Linked DNA regions of Mus musculus: regions 2 and 3 are each linked to region 1. Evidence: chromatin contacts called from public promoter capture Hi-C data. All regions are on one chromosome and are shown on one strand. The core of a region is the stretch at or near the end of the contact, and the rest is flanking DNA. Distances in the headings are between cores, read along the strand shown. Region 1 holds the start of Wdr86 (WD repeat domain 86). Region 2 holds the start of Atg9b (autophagy related 9B). Region 3 holds the start of Prkag2 (protein kinase, AMP-activated, gamma 2 non-catalytic subunit).

Region 1 (3,673 bases), core at 238-2,737:
CTGTCTGCCTCTACCCCTCCTCCAGGTCCTAGCTCCCCTCGCCTCCTCCTAAATAAACCTCTCTTATACCATGTCTGTCTCGTAGTGTGTTTTCTCAGGGGTACACTTTGGTATGAGACTGCCAGGGACCCCCTACTCCTGCCGCTGCATTATATTCATAACACATACCACGTGACCCCTTGGAAATGTAGCTGCCCTACCTGACCCACTGCTGGCCAAGCTCTTCGAGGCTGTGAATGTGTTCATGCCACCTAGTCCTGGCTGTTCCCTAAAATCTTTTACAAGTCTTCCTCCTGAGAATGCAGGTCCCTGCATCCTCTGGCTCCTCTCTAGGTGAGCAGTCTCAGTTTCCTTATCCCACACCTCAGCATGCAGGACGCTTGCTCTAGGGTGCCCACTGCTCACACACTCCTACTCCCGCTGAGCTCTCCTGTGCAGCCAGCTACCCACCAGTCTTCGCACCGGGATGATGCAAATGCCTTCTAAAGGTCAGCGTACCAGATGAACTCAGGATGGGCCCTTAGTGGGCACTCTGGCTCCTGAGTCCTCTACCCTTCCTGTACTCACCAGCTCCACATTCCAGATCCCATCAAAACACTCCTTAACACCCTCAGCTGGCTCCTCAGTGTCTCCTAAGCTGATTGAGAGTTTGGAGAAAGAAAAAAGCCCATGTATTTGGTTGCGCCACTGCCACTCGGGGAATGAAGCCGGCTGTGCCGCGGGACCCATTCTGGGGTTTTCTTGGAATTGAATGGGGTCATCCAGAGTGATTAAGGCAGGTCATCACATCACCCCGAGGGCCGCCTCCTCTAAACCATCTCTTTCCAGCCTTTCTTTCTGGACTCCAAAAAGAGCCCTGGAGGGTTCGAGAAACTCTGCGATCTTTAGGACCTGGAGGATCAGAGTTGGGGGTCACCCTCCCCGCCCCCAGCAAAGTCAGCACCCGGAACTGCTCTAATAGGAACCAGCCGACTGAGCTCCGGGAGGGCTGCGGGCTGGGTATAGGATTCCTGCAGAGCTCAGTGGGACCTCAAAGGCGCGCGCCCAGCTGGGGGTGGGGTGGTGATGGGTGGAAGGGCGAACCTGACCTCTGGTCTTACCTCCAACCCCCAACGGCCAGGATCCAGCCTGGCCCAAGTAGAATTTGGGGTGTGCTTGTTATTTCCCAGAAAGGGCGTACTCGGGGTTCCGCAGCTTCTGCCCTTCATCGGGGGTCTCCTAAGACTCCAGACTCTTCGGTCCACCTCCTTCTTGCCTTGGGCTCTGGGGACAAGGTCAGCGAGAGTGACAGGGAACAGAATCCAGCCTAGGCAGTTGGAAGGGTCGTACATGAAGCACGTGGAAACGGTCCCCAACGAGGGACCCGGATAGCTTCTAAGTTCTGTTCCCGGAGGACGACCAGGGAGTCTTGGGGTGGGGGTTGGCGCGCGGCCCGAAAAGTGGGAGGGGACAGGTTGGGGGGTGGTCTCTGAGGAGGAGCCAGGCTGGATTGTATTGTTCCGCGCTCCGCTTCTCGGGTTCTTCTACCGGCTTCAGACCTGGTGGGCTCCTCTGCGCAGAAGCGCCCACCCCTCCTGAGCCCCGAGAAGGTTCTGAGTAGGGGAGGTCTCACCTGGGTCCTTGCATCGGAGCTGAGAGAGCGGAGGACACCGGTGGAGAGTCATAATCCTTGTTCCCCGCCGCACCTCGAGCCTTTGCAGGAACGAGGCGCTCTCCCACCCCCCACGATGGCCATTGCCTGGCCGAGCCCGGCCAGGACCACGAGCGGACGCTGGAGCGCCGCTCTCTAGCCGGGCTCAGCGCCTCTTTACCCCAGGCCAGCGATGGGGAGCAGCGGGTCGGCTCTGAGGGTCTGTGCGGACCACCGCGGGGGCATCAACTGGCTGAGCCTGAGCCCCGACGGGCAGCGCCTGCTGACGGGCAGCGAGGACGGCACAGCCCGCCTCTGGAGCACCGTGGACGGCCAGTGCTGCGCGCTCCTTCAAGGTAGATGGGCGCGCGTGCTCGCGACCTTTCCCGCCTCTTCACGCTCACCTGCACCGCACCCAGACCTCACTCTTCCGGGCCCCGCAGCCCCCTTCTGGAAGAGTAGGGCTCTAGCTCCTGCTCATCCAGGAGCTCCCCCAGCCCTTGAGCTCTTGGCGGGAAGCCGTGAGGAGCCCGAGTGTGTGGGTCGCACCAAAGCGCGCACCCCAATGAAAGATCCTTTTGTCAACCAGTCCCATGAAATCCTTACACGGAACCGGTGTTACCATGTTAGGGACTTGCCCAGGGCTGAAGGGCACCCTTGAGACTTGAACCCCCACTCCTCCCCACCCCCAAGCTCCTTGTTGGCCTCATTTCAAGTATGGCCAGAAGAAAGAGGATTGGTTCAAACTTCTGGGGAATAGGGAAGTCTATCTTGCATATTTGAAATGAAACGAGAACTATCATGCACGGAAATGCATAATGTGTCTTTCGTATCCACCTGTTGATTCATATTCTGTTCACTCTGGCCAGCCTTGTCTTGGGTGCTCCCACCCTGCATTATGGGGTGCCCCTGGCCGGCTGCTGGCCTTTGCAGTCGCACATGCGGACTAGAGGAGGCATGCCAAGGTTTTTGCACAGGTACCGCTCCTTATCTTCAGCTTTTCCTCCCTGATCAGCAAATGCTGGGTGGCCTGGCCCAAGCCCTTCCAGTGAAACAGTTACCTTCAAAACTGCTTCATTCCTACGCTATCAGTTTGAAGTGAAAACAGTATAAGGTAGTTCATGGCTCCAAAGGGAGGAACATTGAATTGACAGGTATTTGGGAGCTGGTGTGAAGATGGGGAATTGGCTACAAAGTGGTCCATATTCTAACCTCCACACACAACCAGTGTTCACTGACAGGCCTCACACAGGAGGAGAGCTGTTAGCTTAAGTAAAATATGTTGCTTCCCAAGGAAAGACTGTCTGGGGTTTTCAGGAGTTCGGGTTCTTAGGGCTAGCTCTAAGGATTCTCCCAAGGAGAACCTTAGAATTGGCCGTTTGTTTGATTTTGGTTTCTTTTTCTTTTTCTTTTTTTTTTTTTTTTTTTGGTTTTTCGAGACAGGGTTTCTCTGTGTAGTCCTGGCTGACCTGGAACTCACTTTGTAGACCAGGCTGGCCTCGAACTCACTTTGTAGACCAGGCTGGCCTCGAACTCAGAAATCCACCTGCCTCTGCCTCCCAAGTGCTGGGATTACAGGTGTGCGCCGCCACCGCCCGGCTTGATTTTGGTTTCTTAAGACAGAGTTCCTATCACCCTCAGGTCTCAAACTCACTGTCTTAGCCAGGGTTACCGATGCTACAATTAAGCATCCACAGCCAAATGCAAGCTTGGGAGGAAACTTTTATCACTAAAGGTAGTCAGGACTGGAACTCAAACAGAGCAGGAACCTGGAGGCAGGAGCTGATGCAGAGGCCACGAAGGGTGCTGCTTACTGGCTTGCTTATTATGGCTTGCTCAACCTGCTTTCTTATAGCACCCAGGACCTCCAGCCCAGGATGGCACCTCCCAAAATAGTCTGGGCCCTCCCCCATCAATCACTAATTAAGAAAATGTCCTCCAAGTGTTCCGACAGCTCAATCTTATGGATGGATTTTCTTAACTGAGGTTCCTGAGGTGACTCTGGCTTGTGTTGAGTTGACATAAAGCCACCCAGCACACTCA
Region 2 (3,749 bases), core at 724-3,223, 340 kb after region 1:
GTGAAAACAGACCTGAGAGTTAAAAAAAAAAACTACACACAGACACACACACACACACACACACACACACACCCCTCAACCCAAACCAAACAAAAACATACATGCACGTAACGTGCCACCACTTGAGTCTCTAATCTCCCTATGTGATCCTGCTACTCACAGTTATCGTGAATTATTAGTATGTAGGTCATGAAGTTAATCAAAGTGCAACCTAAGAGCTAACCTTTAGGTTCCTTCTTCATTTGGGTCTGAATCACTGGCCTAAGGTTCCAGCTCAAAAGTGAATAGCTCTTGCAGCAGTTGGGCTAAGCTTATTCTTGCTATAATTGTCTCCCAAAGTACCCCCAAGACCTGCTACATAGCTCTGACTAGCCTGAGACTCTCTTTATAGCCCAGGCTTGTCTTGAACTCACCATCCTTCCTTCCCAGTGTTGGGATTAGAGGCTTGAGTCACTATGCCTTCTGTGTAATTATTATTTTTGTTTTAACTCCTCCACTGGGCTGTGGTTTCTTGGTGGGAGTGGCTCTGACTCATACCCGTTCCCCTCCACGCGAGAAAGGCACGCTATTGTCCACTGTCCACCAGGGGGTGCTGTTTCTAGCTCACATTTACTCTCTGGTAATCCATCTGGACATTTGAACATTGTTATGTTACTAGTATCATTGTCATTTATTGGTGGTGCTTCCGGGACTCAATTTTTCTTGAGCTGAGGGTCGCAAAGTCATGCTCTGGAATGAGCAGAGTGAAACTAGACAGAGCAATGAGCCAGAATTTGCTTGAGTTTGGGGCTGAGGAGATAAGGATGTGTGTAGAGGTAGTCTTAAGCAAGTATATACTATATGTGAGTAATGTCAGAGGGAGGTACCAGCTAAAGCCACACTTAACCTCTCTCTCTCTAGAGGTCTCAGAAAGATCATGGGAATTTCCTGCCACCGGGGTACCCCCCCACGCCCACTTCCTTGGGATTCCATTTTGCCACAAAGCATAGCTTTGCACCTTACCTAGACACAAAAGTATGGGAGTCATGAACTCTTGTTATATAAGAAAATCAGGCAGTCTGGGATAAACCTGTGGGATGTTCCATGGATGTCCTCCACGCTCCTCCAGGAAATGCTCTAGGAAGCACAGTTTTCCTCTCCGCCTCTGAGATACTGGCTTGATCGCTGGAGGCCCTGACACCTGCTCCATAAGTCAATATCTCAGGCATGGGCTTCAGTAGGGCAGTTGGTGACTCATGGCCTTGGGAATGGCGTTGGGCAAGCCATCAGACCAGCCACCTGGGCCTCCTCCTCCCGGGTGAGGCAACAACAAAGAACTCAACTGAGCCAGTCCATCCCCACACACCCAAATTATCCTCTCAAGGCCCCTGCCTTCCTGCGCTGACGTGTCTCAGGAGGCCCCGACACCAGGTCAGGACTGGAGGAGAGTACATCAGGGTTCAAGAGGATAAGGAAGATACAGTGGAACTCTCAAGGAACCAGCCTTTTTTCCTTAAGCTCCAATCTAGGATGGCTAGCACTCCTTCCTTTTACTCCTTGTTTTCTCCTGGCTAACCACAAAGTCTGCCCTCTTTCATTCAGAGAAAGAAAATATACAGCTTTTTTTTTTTTTTTTTTTTTTTAAGATAGGGTCAGATGTTGCCCAGAACAGCTTCAGTCTCCTGATCCCGCTACTCTGTCTCCTCCTAAGTGCTGGGAAATCTGAATGCACCTCCTGTTTGGGCATGTGGCCTTAAATCATTCTCTACTGACTGGTGCCCACAGGTGTGAAGGGATGGGAGTGCAATTGTAGGAACGAGAGCTTCACTATTTTGTCTGCACATGCTAGAGCCCTCTGATAGGATTTTGCTCTCTGTGCATATTATTTTTGTTGCAGCTGCCCTGTCTTTGCCACTTGTGCCCTTGAGGACTGAAAGCAGAGATCATAGGTGTCTCTTCTAATCCCAATAGCTCTTGAGCCCCTGCCTCCTAAACTGGTGTCCGTCCCAGGCATGGGGCTTGGGCCCCAGGTTGCCTTGCAAGGAGTGTGAGTGATCACACAGGTGGCTGAGGGTTGGCATGCCTGAGGCCTGCCCAGCCTGAGTCACCTAGTGCTGTTGTTGTCCTGCTCCTTGTTGAAGTCTCCGCTCAGCTTCACTGACCTCTGTGGAAACAACAGCAGTCCAGTCCCTTCAACCTCTCAAGAGAAGCTGCGGCCTGATGGTGAGACGAACGGGGTGGGGGGGGAGCAGGAGGCAACGGGGGCGGTGGGGAGACTTGGGGCCCAGCTCAGTGCCTCTGCTCCCTATGGCACTGCCACTGCCTGCTTCTCCATGCCGGGGAACTGGGGGAAGGAGGATCTCTGTCTTCTCTCTGTCCCCTGCCCCTCGCACAAGAAGCTGCTCCTCTTCAGTGTTCCCTCCGGCCTCAGGGTCTCCCTGCCTGGTGATTCAGGAGGCAGGGGCTTCTCAGACTCCACACAATGTCTTACCCACCCCGACCACACCCTCAACGCAGGCCCATCCCACAATGATACACACCTCTGCTTCCCCCTCGTGGGGGTCCCACTCCACCCCACCCCTGGCCTCGGCCACTCCCCCTCCCTCCTGCCCGCGCCCCCAGGACCATCCTGGGCTGCGGATGGGCCCTCTGATCCCTGAGCAGGACTATGAACGGCTAGAGGACTGTGACCCTGAGGGGTCTCAAGACTCCCCTATCCATGGGGAGGACCACCAACCCTTGCTTCATGTACCCGAAGGACTCCGCGGTGAGTGTGTGGGTATATGGAAGGTTGGGTGGGTTAGGGGGTCGAGGCAGGTTTGGGTTTGATAGAGAAATTAATCACAAATGGGACAATGCCAAGTCTTGACACTGTTTCTCTGTGCCCAGGTTCCTGGCATCACATCCAGAACCTGGACAGTTTTTTCACCAAGATATCCTTTGTGCCCAGCATGCAGAGGGGCATGGTGGGGGGACTGTGGAGCAGGGAAGAGTGGGGGAAGTTTCTACGGGAAGAGTCCGTAGGCTTAGGCAAATTTCTTGACAAACTTGCCACATCTACAGCTATCATCAGCGGAATGGCTTTGCCTGTATCCTGCTGGAGGATGTCTTCCAGCTGGGGTGAGAAGCCAGTCCTATCCCTAAGCTCTGCTCTTTCTTCTTGATTTTAGTATTTATTCTACTTTATTGATTTTTTGACCCAGGGTCTCATGTATCCTAGGCTAGACTTGAATTCCTGTCCCTCCTGCCTCCACTTCCTATGTGCTAGAATTACAGGCACAGTACTGTACCCAGTTTACGTGGTGCCGGAGATGAAATCCGGGGCTTTATATGCTAGGCAGACTCTGTCAACTGAGCTATGCCCCAGCTCTTCTTTTCAGTTTTAGGCTTGGTTGGGGCTCTGAAGGGCCAGGGGGCCAAATAGAGCTGCAGCCTGTCTGGTGTCTGGGCTAGGAGTCTGTCCGTCCGTCATGCCCCTAGCCTGAGCAGACCTCTCCTGCATCCTTTCCTCAGGCAGTTCATTTTCATTGTCACCTTTACAACCTTCCTCCTTCGCTGCGTGGATTACAATGTTCTCTTCAACAACCAACCAAAGAACCATACAAGACGTGGACCATTACACAGCAAAGTGACCTTGTCAGATGCCATTCTACCCTCGGCCCAGTGTGCAGAGAAGTAAGTGACAATCTAGTGGCTGCCTCTGGAGTAAGGTCACAAAAGGATAGGAAGAAAGGGACCTCCCCACACTGCCTCTTGGCCTAGATCAATTT
Region 3 (4,089 bases), core at 1,119-3,618, 370 kb before region 1:
TCAAGAGATTTAAATCCTTTAATCCCAGCCCTTGGGAGGCAGAGACAGGCAGGTCTTTGAGTGTCCAGAACAGCCAGGGCTACACAGAAAATCACCGTCTTGAAAAAACAAAACAAACTACCCACAAACAAACAAACAAACAAACAAACAAAATAACAACAAAAAGGTTTGAGAGAGGATTAAAGAGGATATCCTGAAATCAGCCTCTCAGCCTCTGATATTTACAAACTACCACAGGCAAGTGCACACACACACACACACACACAAGCTACCACAGGCAAGTGCACACACACACACACACACACACAAGCTACCACAGGCAAGTGCACACACACACACACACACATACACACACACACACACACAAGCTACCACAGGCAAGTGCACACACACACACACACACAAGCTACCACAGGCAAGTATACACACATACACACACACACACAAAGCTACCACAAGCAAGTATACACACACACACAAGCTACCACAGGCAAGTGCACACACACACACAAGCTACCACAGGCAAGTGCACACACACACAAGCTACACACACATACACACACACACACACACACACACACGCACACCCCAAGGGAAAGGTGGTGATAGAAGGAGCATGTACGTTCCCCTCAGAGTCCTTTCCTCTGTCTTCTTGGTCTCTTCTGATGGCTGCTTCTTTCAAAGCCACTTCTTTCTCATCACATGGTACCATTTATGCATCCTGGCACACCATCATGAAGAGATGAACATTCCAACCTACAGAGAGAGAACACTTGACAAACCTGGAGTGATTTTTTCTTTTCTTTTTTTAGTGGCTGAGGGTAGCCTCCTTGGACGTTGGTATTGCGTCCCTCCAAACCTCTCACTTCTGCTTCTAAGAAGCAGTCTGAACCCTCAGTAGAATGATGTCTTTTGGGGTCCTGGGAGTCCTTTAGTGAGGAGCCAGGCTGGGGAGGAGGGTGACGACACCGACACCGGGTTAGAACCTTCAGAGGACTCTCCAGAAGCTGCTTAGGGATACTGGTTGGGGGCTCTGGGGAGGAGGTGTACTTCATTCTTGTTTTGAAAGTGTGGTAGCAGGATGTATACAAACTTACCTGATGAACCAAGGATCGCCCCCTTCCCCCCAGCTGTAGGGTTTTACCTAATTTGCAGGAACTTGGCTGGTACCGTGGAAATCCAGGGGATTGCTGGACCCAGCAATGGGTTTCTCATGGGACAGACAGGTCCTTTACTAAATCATGGTCTTAAAGTGGTAACCACATCCTCTACGGTGGGAGAGCAGGAAGAGGAGTAAAGGCCATCTCCTTACCCGTGTCATGTCTTCGTCAAAGGAACCCCTATCACGTTTATGCTATAGGTACTGTCCGTGTATTACTGTTTACAGGGAGCAGGTGGGCTGATGTTAGCTTCAAAGAGCTGGAGTGATCACTGGGGTCAGCCGGTATTCAATTCTGAGCAGGAGAGGAAGCACGCCCCTCACTCAGACCAGAAGCCAAGGTCCTGCTGCCTGGGAGGAACACCAGGGCCCTGAGCAGCCCGCAGTACCAGATCTGCAGCCAGTGGCTCTGAAGATCCGGGAGCACGTGGCGTGTTCGCCCTGGTTTCAGGCTCCGACGCACCCATTTCCTCTCGTGGTTTTAGGACTTCAGCATTTACTGAGACCAGAGCGCCTTTGCCAAAGATCAAGGTTTGTTGCGCAATCTTTGATGAATCTGAAAAGAACCAAGTTGTGGAGAAAAGCCTGCACTCACCACGCCACAGGCCGCTCTGGACAGGATGGGGTTCCCTACGCCGCAGGGGGGCGGCGTTGCGAGAAGCGAGTGCGGTCACCCGAACCACTTTGACCCGGGGCTTCAATCGTGGCGTGGTCGGGCTGCGGGTGTGTGTTTCCGGGGGCTGGACCTAAACAGAGACACAGCAAAACCAGATGGATCAGAATCAGCTCCTGGCGAGTCCGGAGCTGGCCTACCTTGAGACAGAGAGTGCACGGCGACCACCCGGGGGCAGCGTGGGCCGCGTGGAGTGGGACAGTGGCGCCGCACGCCGCGCACTTCCTGTTCAACGCGCGCGCCGCCTGCCACCGCCCAGCGCTCCCAGAGCCTACGTTGGTGCCAGACCCGGCCCCCACAGTTCCCCGGGTCCCGGGGGCCGCGGCTCAGAGGCCGCCCGGGGCGGGCGCCCTGCCCTATTCTCCCCTAGGGGCTGGGGCGCGCCCTTCGGCCCGCAGAACCCAGCCAGCCGCCGCCACAGTTTATTCCTGCGGCCACGCGCCAGCCCAATTGCGACGAGTCTTCGCCTTTGCACCTCCTCTTCCCCCTCTGCCCTCCCTCTCGCCCAAAGAGGAGGCCCTCCGGGTCCCAGGCTCCCTGTCGCTTTATTGTGCGGCCCAGGGTTATGCATTTCTCTACCAAGTGTCTCTGGCCACCGTTTCCATCGAGGCACAGACACGAGAAGGCTGTTTTCCAAATTGCTGTTGTTAATTGCACCTGCCTGGCCGACTACCTCTGGGAATTTGTGGGAGGAGCCGAGAGGTGGAAAATGTTGCTTCGCTTTGCAGAAGGAGGAAAACTTTATCACCCAGCACAAGACTTCTGCCACGCGTAACCAAAAGTAGCACGGGCCGAGACTCTGCACCCAATGATTCCGTAGGAGAAAGAGGACGCTCCAACCCGGCATTCCGCGGACTGCCAGCCCCTCGGGTGGAGCCCCGCGTGTTACCTGCGCCACCCGCCCTCCCCGCGGAAGTCCCCACGAGGTGTTTTCAGGGTGGGAGGACAGTCATAAAAAGCGCGTGGCTCCAGTGTAACGGCAGCAGTCCTGGGAGGCAGCGAGGGGACCGAACCCCGGGGACGAGGCACCGGAATTAACTTCTAGCTAAAGTTATGGGAAGCGCAGCCATGGACACCAAGAAGAAGAAAGAGGTTTCCAGCCCGGGCGGGAGCAGTGGCAAAAAGAACCCTAGCCTGAAGAGGCGGTCACTGCGAGTGCACATTCCGGTGAGTCCCATCCCTGGAGCTCCAGACTCCCGCGGCGCCTAGGCGGTTAACAAGGGACACTCTGCGCGCGCCGTCCTGTCCCTCCTGTCCCTTCGGGAGGCTGGGGAGGGGGAGGGGCAGGGCCCAAGCTGGGCCGCAGAGCCCGAGATTGGATCTTGGTCCGTACTATAGTGGAGCTATGGGATTGTCTAGGACAGAGGCAAGGGTGTCTGCTGGGAAGCGAGTACGAGAAGCGCGCTCCCGGGTGCGCAAAGCCTGGTGGCGGACTGGGCGTAGCCCTGGATCGGGCCGGTGCGGGTGCTGGGGAGGGGGGTGGTGAGTTGTGTTGTTTTGTTGAAAAGGACCTCTTGTGAAGTGCGGGGAAGCGTGAGTTGAGGAGCCGCCGCCGCCACCGGGGACTGAGGAAAGGAGTGGTGGGTGGGAATATCGCGGGGTGCCACGGTGAGGCAGCACCCCCAAATAGCTCTCCCTCCACACCAATTTCAGGATGCATGTGAGTCGCGGCTGGAGCCCTTTGCAGTGATTCCCGTGGTTTGACTCCAGGAATATTTTGTGCCTCGTGGAATTTGGGGGCTTGAGGTTTTCTCGGCTTACTATACAGGGCTATTGCTAACTTCAGCCCAGAATACCCTGCCACCTTGGTTGGACTCTGGTGACATTGACTTAAACAGCCGGAGGGAGCAGCATGCAGAATAGCTTGCTCAGTGCTGAGCATCAGTCTGGTTTGCCCTAGCTGGTAGCCCAAGGGCACTTGTTCTCCTCTCTGTAGAGGGGGATCAATTCTCAGGAGGTGTACCCCAGCCTTTAGCTTTACCCAAAGGGAAACCCCACTTGGCTACATCCTGGCAGCGACCAAGCAAGCAATGGTTTTTACAAATGAACATGCTAAGCAGTGTGGGACAGCTCCATGAGCCCCACCTGCCAGTGATACCTGGTGGCATCTACACTGAACCCTGCACAGCATGGGCAGCACCGCTTGCCAGCACTACCCTGAAGAATGAGTACTAGGCTTTTCCCATTGCTTGTCCCAAGCCTTTCCTTTTAGATTCAGGGCCCCTATCTTCATTTAATTCCAGTCCAGGAATGTGGT

The links. Promoter capture Hi-C pulls out the DNA fragments that hold promoters and counts their contacts. Capture Hi-C pulls out chosen DNA fragments and counts their contacts.
Region 2: a contact with region 1 is called in a promoter capture Hi-C map of pancreatic islet. The contact joins the promoter of Atg9b here to the promoter of Wdr86 in region 1. A contact is called at or near these places in 1 of 39 promoter capture datasets (liver), 1 of 115 datasets of contacts at active chromatin or transcription factors (pancreatic cancer cells) and 1 of 9 other capture datasets (pancreatic islet).
Region 3: a contact with region 1 is called in a promoter capture Hi-C map of embryonic stem cells, with 4 times the contacts expected there. The contact joins the promoter of Prkag2 here to the promoter of Wdr86 in region 1. A contact is called at or near these places in 2 of 39 promoter capture datasets (embryonic stem cells and stem cell-derived epiblast-like cells), 1 of 484 Hi-C or Micro-C datasets (embryonic stem cells) and 2 of 115 datasets of contacts at active chromatin or transcription factors (embryonic forebrain and embryonic stem cells).

Annotation. Positions count from the first base shown.
Region 1 is chr5:24,728,494-24,732,166 of GRCm38.p6, reverse strand. It overlaps Wdr86 (WD repeat domain 86), which reads left to right and starts at 1,487. Exons shown (of 6, transcript NM_001081441.1): 1 at 1,487-1,986. The coding sequence starts at 1,824. It overlaps Gm42231 (a long non-coding RNA gene), which reads right to left and starts at 1,177. Exons shown (of 2, transcript XR_880885.3): 1 at 1,101-1,177. RefSeq lists an enhancer at 324-1,613.
Region 2 is chr5:24,390,367-24,394,115 of GRCm38.p6, reverse strand. Atg9b (autophagy related 9B) reads left to right here and starts at 1,973. Exons shown (of 14, transcript NM_001002897.3): 1 at 1,973-2,746; 2 at 2,869-2,912; 3 at 3,035-3,099; 4 at 3,493-3,654. The coding sequence starts at 2,200. It also overlaps a transcript of Abcb8 not described here.
Region 3 is chr5:25,098,921-25,103,009 of GRCm38.p6, reverse strand. It overlaps Prkag2 (protein kinase, AMP-activated, gamma 2 non-catalytic subunit), which reads left to right and starts at 2,368. Exons shown (of 16, transcript NM_145401.2): 1 at 2,368-2,999. The coding sequence starts at 2,886. It overlaps Gm42232 (a long non-coding RNA gene), which reads left to right and starts at 3,007. Exons shown (of 2, transcript XR_880887.2): 1 at 3,007-3,157. 2900005J15Rik (RIKEN cDNA 2900005J15 gene) reads right to left here and starts at 2,035. Exons shown (of 1, transcript NR_027851.1): 1 at 3-2,035.